Regions from separate parts of the Zea mays genome. Here region 2 is linked to region 1. Evidence: chromatin contacts called from public Hi-C data. All regions are on one chromosome and are shown on one strand. Each heading gives the region's core, a stretch centred on a gene start, on an enhancer-like site or on the middle of the called end of the contact. The rest is flanking DNA. Distances are from core to core; before and after follow the strand shown. Region 1 holds the start of LOC542230 (catalase 2). Region 2 holds the start of LOC100277112.

What was found. Hi-C and Micro-C count contacts between places; a contact is called where the count stands out from the background.
Region 2: a Hi-C map of ear shows a contact between it and region 1, with 1.7 times the contacts expected there. The contact joins the promoter of LOC100277112 here to the promoter of LOC542230 in region 1. A contact is called at or near these places in 2 of 25 Hi-C or Micro-C datasets (ear and leaf).

The regions. Positions count from the first base shown.
Region 1 is chr1:7,098,126-7,101,663 of Zm-B73-REFERENCE-NAM-5.0, reverse strand. It overlaps LOC542230 (catalase 2), which reads left to right and starts at 1,932. Exons shown (of 5, transcript NM_001111840.2): 1 at 1,932-1,978; 2 at 2,069-3,313; 3 at 3,423-3,490. The coding sequence starts at 1,964. LOC103631647 (60S ribosomal protein L5-1) reads left to right here. Exons shown (of 9, transcript XM_008652511.4): 9 at 1-172.
Region 2 is chr1:7,233,479-7,237,016 of Zm-B73-REFERENCE-NAM-5.0, reverse strand. It overlaps LOC100277112, which reads right to left and starts at 1,784. Exons shown (of 10, transcript NM_001150772.2): 1 at 1,597-1,784; 2 at 1,427-1,485; 3 at 1,277-1,317; 4 at 863-894; 5 at 483-511; 6 at 108-144. The coding sequence starts at 1,680.

The sequences.
Region 1 (3,538 bases), core at 683-3,182:
TGTAACAGGCATTTTTTTGTTTGAGATTAGAGCTGGATATATGGGGTTCACGATGTGCTGCCGGTTGACCTTGCTCTTTTTATCCCTGGATTTTGTCAGTCTTTGGGCTGAAACACAAATTTTGGAATCTCCTCAATTCCCAGGGATGAATGGACGTGTAGCTCACATGGGACAAGATCCGCGTCACGTCTTCTACTGAAAACAAAAAAAAAATCTGTACTCTTTGAATGAAACAGAGCCACACAGCAACCAGATGCATGACACACGGTCAAATTTGGGTCACGCACACAAGACATAGGACCAAATTCTAGAGAATTGTTTGTTTCCATATGTTTTGTTTCAGCTTACATTACTTAGGAATTGGATGCATGACGTGTCTCCTCCCAGGGGACTCCAATCCATCGTGGTCCTGGTCCAGCCTTTACTGAGTCTTGAGGTTTATGGTGCGGTCCATTCCCTCCACCAGCACCGTGGCTGGTGGCTGTCGTGTGCCCACGCCATGCCTCTGCTCGTCGCCAGTGCTCCCAACTCCAGCGTGTCTACCTCGCATCCTTGAAGTTGCATAGACTATGTTCCTATCCAGATAAATATTATTACCTCACACTGTAAATTCCTCTATGAAACACGGGACAAACCATGCCTATTTATTGGTGTTGAAGAAATTTTTCAATAAAGAGCGCATTATTAAACTCAAGAGTTAGCATCACGCCGATATAACACTAAATAAGATTTCACGCCTAGCTTCTGCACAACTAGGGTGCAACCAAAGACTTCCATGCACTATATTTCGGGTACAAGGTTTGGGTTCGGTTGCTACCTTTAAAACCCGAATAGAATAAATAACACGAAATATATAAAAAAAAGTTCTTAGTATGTGATGGTATTATTATATGATTTATGAATTTGTTAGCTAAAAATCATGATGATGTCATCCTAACGATAGCATATATATGTATATTCTATTTTCTATAGCCACTTGTTATAATAATATTACTTCTACTTAAATTATGCATCGTATATATTTTAACAAAATATACTAATCTATCTACTATTTGGTCTTTTCGGTGGATCGAACAGATCGAACCAAAATTATGGATCTATTCGGGGTTGGTAATTTCGGATTACCCTAATAGCCTATTTGAATTACCCTATTAGACTGAATGCCTAGCATATTAATATATGTTAACAGTATATTATAACTCAGACAGCACAAAAAGAAATTCCAAGCGGTAAAATAATGGTGCTAGCTTGGTGATGGAGGCAGGCCGCCCTCAGCTCCTCCTCACGTAACGGCTCACCGCAAGCATTTGTTTGTTTGTTTGTTTTAGAATGGGGGGATAGATAGGGTTGTTGAGCGTGGGCAGGACTGAACAGCGCCTCGGCTGTGGATGCTTGCATGACGACGCTCGTCTTTTCTTCCCTTTTTTTGGTGCATTATTCATCGAACCGTCCCGGAACGAGAAAAGAAAAATGAAAAAAAAAAACGCCCCCAATGGGTGCGCTGGTCGCGAAGTAGTAGTAGCCGTGTAACGCAACGCATTGGCCTTGGCCGTGAAAAAAAATCTGGGTGGCTTTTGGGAAGGCTCGGCTCGCCGTAGGCATGTCATGTTCATGGCGCATCCACGTCGCCCTGCCCATGAGCTCGCTGCTGTGCTGGGCTCTTGTCTCGGCACGGCAGTGTGAACGGCATCTGCAGCGAGAATATCTGCCCATGATTTCAACCTTTTCCTGCCTTCGCTAGGCTTATCCGGCAACAAACAAAACCTGCGCTTTTTTTTTCTGGAGGACGGCGCGCGCCGGTGAGCGTGTGGATGAGGCGCGGCCTACAGCAGAACCCACCCAGTCGAGGGCAAAAAGAGCCTCCTCCCCCGTCACTCGTTGCTCCGGCTATATATAACGACCGGCGCTATCCGTGTCGCAGCCTCCTCGCAGGCCGACCTTGCGTACGTACGTCGTAGCGGCCATGGACCCGTACAAGGTACGCCGTTCTTGTTTGCTGTCTCAATTCGTGTTTCGTCGTTGACGATGGATCGGACGGCTGTTCATATATGCATGCATGCTTGTGCAGCACCGCCCGTCGAGCGCCTTCAACGCCCCGTACTGGACCACCAACTCCGGCGCCCCCGTGTGGAACAACGACAGCTCCCTCACCGTCGGCGCACGAGGTCCCATCCTGCTGGAGGACTACCACCTGGTGGAGAAGCTAGCCAACTTCGACCGCGAGCGCATCCCGGAGCGCGTGGTGCACGCGCGTGGCGCCAGCGCCAAGGGCTTCTTCGAGGTGACCCACGACATCACCCACCTGACGTGCGCCGACTTCCTGCGCGCGCCCGGGGTGCAGACGCCCGTCATCGTCCGCTTCTCCACGGTGATCCACGAGCGCGGGAGCCCCGAGACGCTGCGCGACCCGCGCGGGTTCGCCGTCAAGTTCTACACCCGGGAGGGCAACTGGGACCTGGTGGGCAACAACTTCCCCGTCTTCTTCATCCGCGACGGCATCAAGTTCCCGGACATGGTGCACGCGCTCAAGCCCAACCCGCGGACGCACATCCAGGACAACTGGCGCATCCTCGACTTCTTCTCGCACCACCCGGAGAGCCTGCACATGTTCTCCTTCCTCTTCGACGACGTCGGCATCCCCGCCGACTACCGCCACATGGACGGATCCGGGGTGCACACGTACACGCTCGTCAGCCGCGCCGGCACCGTCACCTACGTCAAGTTCCACTGGCGCCCCACCTGCGGCGTGCGCTCGCTGATGGACGACGAGGCCGTCGCCGTTGGCGGCGCCAACCACAGCCACGCCACCAAGGACCTCACGGACGCCATCGCGGCGGGGAACTTCCCCGAGTGGACGCTCTACATCCAGACCATGGACCCCGAGATGGAAGACCGCCTCGACGACCTGGACCCGCTGGACGTGACCAAGACGTGGCCCGAGGACGCGTTCCCGCTGCAGCCCGTGGGCCGCCTGGTGCTCAACCGCAACATCGACAACTTCTTCGCGGAGAACGAGCAGCTGGCCTTCTGCCCGGGCCTCATCGTCCCTGGTATCTACTACTCCGACGACAAGCTGCTGCAGACCAGGATCTTCTCCTACTCCGACACGCAGCGCCACCGCCTCGGCCCCAACTACCTGCTGCTACCGGCCAACGCGCCCAAGTGCGCACACCACAACAACCACTACGACGGATCCATGAACTTCATGCACCGCCACGAGGAGGTCGACTACTTCCCCTCCAGGTACGACGCCGTCAGGAACGCGCCGAGGTACCCGATCCCGACCGCCCACATCGCCGGCCGCCGAGAGAAGGTACTGCATGCATATCATCAATCAATCACCCTGTCGATCATCGTCATCGATCGATAGTAATAAGTAGCCGCTCATCATCGATCACCTGTCCTGTCCGTCGTTGCTGCAGACTGTGATTAGCAAGGAGAACAACTTCAAGCAGCCCGGGGAGAGGTACCGCGCGATGGACCCAGCAAGGTGCGTGCAGTGGCGCCGTCATCCCAATTCCTTCCTTTCTTTGCCTTT
Region 2 (3,538 bases), core at 535-3,034, 140 kb before region 1:
CAGCTAGAGCTTTTTTAGAAGCTAGCAACCTATTTTAGCTGATACAAAAAAGACCTGAAAGAGCTGAATATACACAGGCCGCCTAACTGGAGAAACTAACATATTACCTGGTACACCTCCTCAAGACTTAGAAATCCACGACCCCTGAAGTTAACAAGAAAACCAAGAATATTAAAACTTATAGTGTGGGTCCTTAAGAAGCTGCTAGCTAGTAGCTACAATCTATCACATACAGAAACAACATAAGAAGCTCGGTAAGAGGAAACTAAAACTCATGAAAATGCAAATCATGACAAAAAAAGACTTCAGGAAGCGCAGGAACAATCTCCAATCTTGATGTTAGAGATGTCAATAATTTTTTTAGGAAACAGGAGGGGTTGCCCTAACAGTATGTTATATATTATAAAAAAATGAATTAAAAGGGTGGGGGCACAAAGAAAAGCCAGTTCAGGGAACAAACGAAAATAAGTGAAAGACAGTACCTATCCAGGGTGGAAAACACATTTTGCACCTGCAAATTGGAAACAGGAAACACCTGCGATTACGATGAGTCGCACACAAGAAACTTACAGTTAAGGATGCAGCACAATGAGTCTATTTCTATTACTCTCAAATATACCTTTCATTGCACACCATAACTTTTGTGCATTATCATAACGAAACATCTTCTGTATAACTTATATAAGCCTAAATAACATTCTCACGGCCATTAGTTGGTATGAGACATATCAGACCCAGTTGATTATGAAACAGAAAAATTGCCTGTTGCAGAAGATGCTTGTCTGAGTGAGTAATCCACTAATCATCTAATCCTAATTCCTAAATGCGCAACAGATCCAAATTAGAGAAGCCACATACATACCTTCTGTAGGAATTTGTTAAGAGCCAGAAACTCTGCGAAGGGAAAACAGATATAAGAGTCTAGAATAACTCATAGGTCATAACTGGATAAGTCACAATGAAAGACTAGAGCTCCACCAGCTCTCTTCATTCACTTAGAGCATCTCCAAAAGTTTTTCAAAATTTCCTTCTCTAAATTATCGTTTGGAGAGTCATTTGCATAAAATCACATTCTATATCTTTTTACTCTCAGCTTTTAACCATTCTCGTTTTCTATCTTTGGTTAGCAAGAAATATGGAATGGAAGATGGTTATATTTGGATAACTATTTAAAGAAGTTGTTTAAGGATATTTTTTCCCACCAAAACCTCTATTCCTGGCAATTAAGAAGTATATAGAGTTTGGAGTTGCTCTTAGCAATAATGGTGCGCCTAACCTTCGAAGTTCATGGTGCCATTCCGATCGAAGTCATACATCCTGCACCAAAAGGCCGTTATCGTTGCTAGCCGCGAAGTAAAAAAAAAAAAACCCGGAAAAACAGAGGGAAGTAGGGAACATAACAGAAGGCAAGGGGTGAAAAGACGACCTAATCATCTGCTGCACGACGGAGATGGGGAAGTTGAGGTTGCCGACAGCGAGCGCGCCCTGGTGATGGTGGGAACCCAGCCGGTTGGAGCGCGTTAGCGATCAGCACTCAGCACCTCTAACGGTAGAACGGATCGGCGGGTGAAGGCTATGGCGAAGAGGGGAGCGAACCTGGAGCTGGGCAGCGGTGATGTTGCCGGTGCGGCCGGCGTCGACGCGGTCAAACCACTCCCGGAGCACCACCGCGTTCTCCATCTCTTGCCCCCGGCGTGGGGTGGGGACGGGGAACCCGCAAGCGCGAGGAGACGACCGGAGCGCCGGTCAGTACAAAGGACTAGACGGCAGAAGAGCAGAAATGAAGCGACGCATCAGCCCCCTCCAGGGTAAAGGTACAACTTTCTGCTTGGATTTTCGATCACATGGTCAATTTTAGAACTGCAAAGGCTGACGGCACAGCCAAATCTTGGCCACTTGCATTTTTAGTAAACGTTTGGTTTGCTGCCTCACTTAGGCCTTGTTCGTTTGTCCAGGAATGGACCAGGAATCAATCCAGCTGATCAAAACTTATATAAATTAGAGAACCAAACCGGTTAGAATTTGTTCTAGGCCTCCATTCCGAAACAAACGAACGGCCCCTTAGGCTTGTTCGTTTGTGCCGGATTGGTGGGTCGGAACGATTCCTAACCAAATTGTTTCTCTAATTTATATAAACTTTGACTAGCTGGAACGATTCCGGGTGCAATCCGACACAAACGAACAAGACCTTAGCCTCTAATCTATGGAATAAAGTTTAGAAGACTAAAACTTAGTCTCTACCTTATTTGGTTATAAGGACTAAAAATATTCAAAATATATTAAATAAATCATAAGAGGACTGAAATATCCCTCGTTAGTGCAACTGAAATAAAGGAGGAGTAAAAAGTGGAATTCATATAGTCTAGTCCCTTTTAATGACTCCTTAAGGGACTAAAGACTAAAACAGTTTAGTCCATGTTTTAGTCCCACCCTTTAGCAATTTATGGACTAAGGCCTCGTTTGGTTCCTTTAGTCCAAGAACTAAAGTTTAGTTAGGAAACTAAAATTTAGTCCCTACCATGTTTGGTTCTAGAGACTAAAATTATTCAAAACACACTAAACGAATCATAAGAATACTAAAATACCCCTTAGCATTCTCCCGCTATTAGTGTAACTGAAATAAAGGAGGGACAAAAAGTGGAATTTATATGGTTTAGTCTCTTTTAGTCACCCCTTGAGGGACTAGAGACTAAAACAGTTTAGTCCTAGTTTTAGTCACACTGTTTGTCAATTTAGGGACTAAATATGACTAAAATGAAGGGACTAATCTTTAGTCCCTCAAACCAAACGGGCCATAAATAAGACTAAAAAAGGAGGGACTAATCTTTAGTCCCTCAAATCGAACCCTTACTACAGTTTACTACATTTAAGATTATACAGATTTAACTAAATTTGACATGTTTAGCCACAGTAAGATAAGATATTTCTTTTTATGTATAGGTTTGTCGGGGACCATAATTAGGGGTACCCCCAAGACTCCTAATCTCAGCTGGTAACCCCCATCAGCACAAAGCTGCAAAGGCCTGATGGACGCAATTCAGGTCAAGGCTCCGCCCACTCAAGAGACACGATCTTGCCTCGCCCGAGCCCAGCCTCGGGCAAAGACAGCCGACCCAGGAGAATTCACGTCTCGCCCGAGGGTCCCCTCAAGCAACGGGCACACCTTCGACTCACCCGAGGCCCAGCTCGGGCAGGCTTCGCGGAGAAGCAACCTTGGCCAGATCGCCTCGCCAGCCGACCGGATCGCAGGAGCATTCAATGCAAGGATCGCCTGACACCTTATCCTGACGCGCGCTCTTCAGTCGACAGAGCCGAAGTGACCGCAGTCACTTCGCCCCTCCACTGGCTGACCTGACAGGAAAACAGCGTCGCCTGCCCTGCTCCGACTGCTATGCCACCCGCCAGGGTGAGACTGACAGTAGCCAAGTCCAGCCTCGGGCGCCATAAGAAGCTCCGCCTCGCCCGACCCCAGGGCTCGGACTCAACCTCGACCTCGGACGACGGACTCCGCCTCGCCCGACCCGAGGGCTCGGACTCA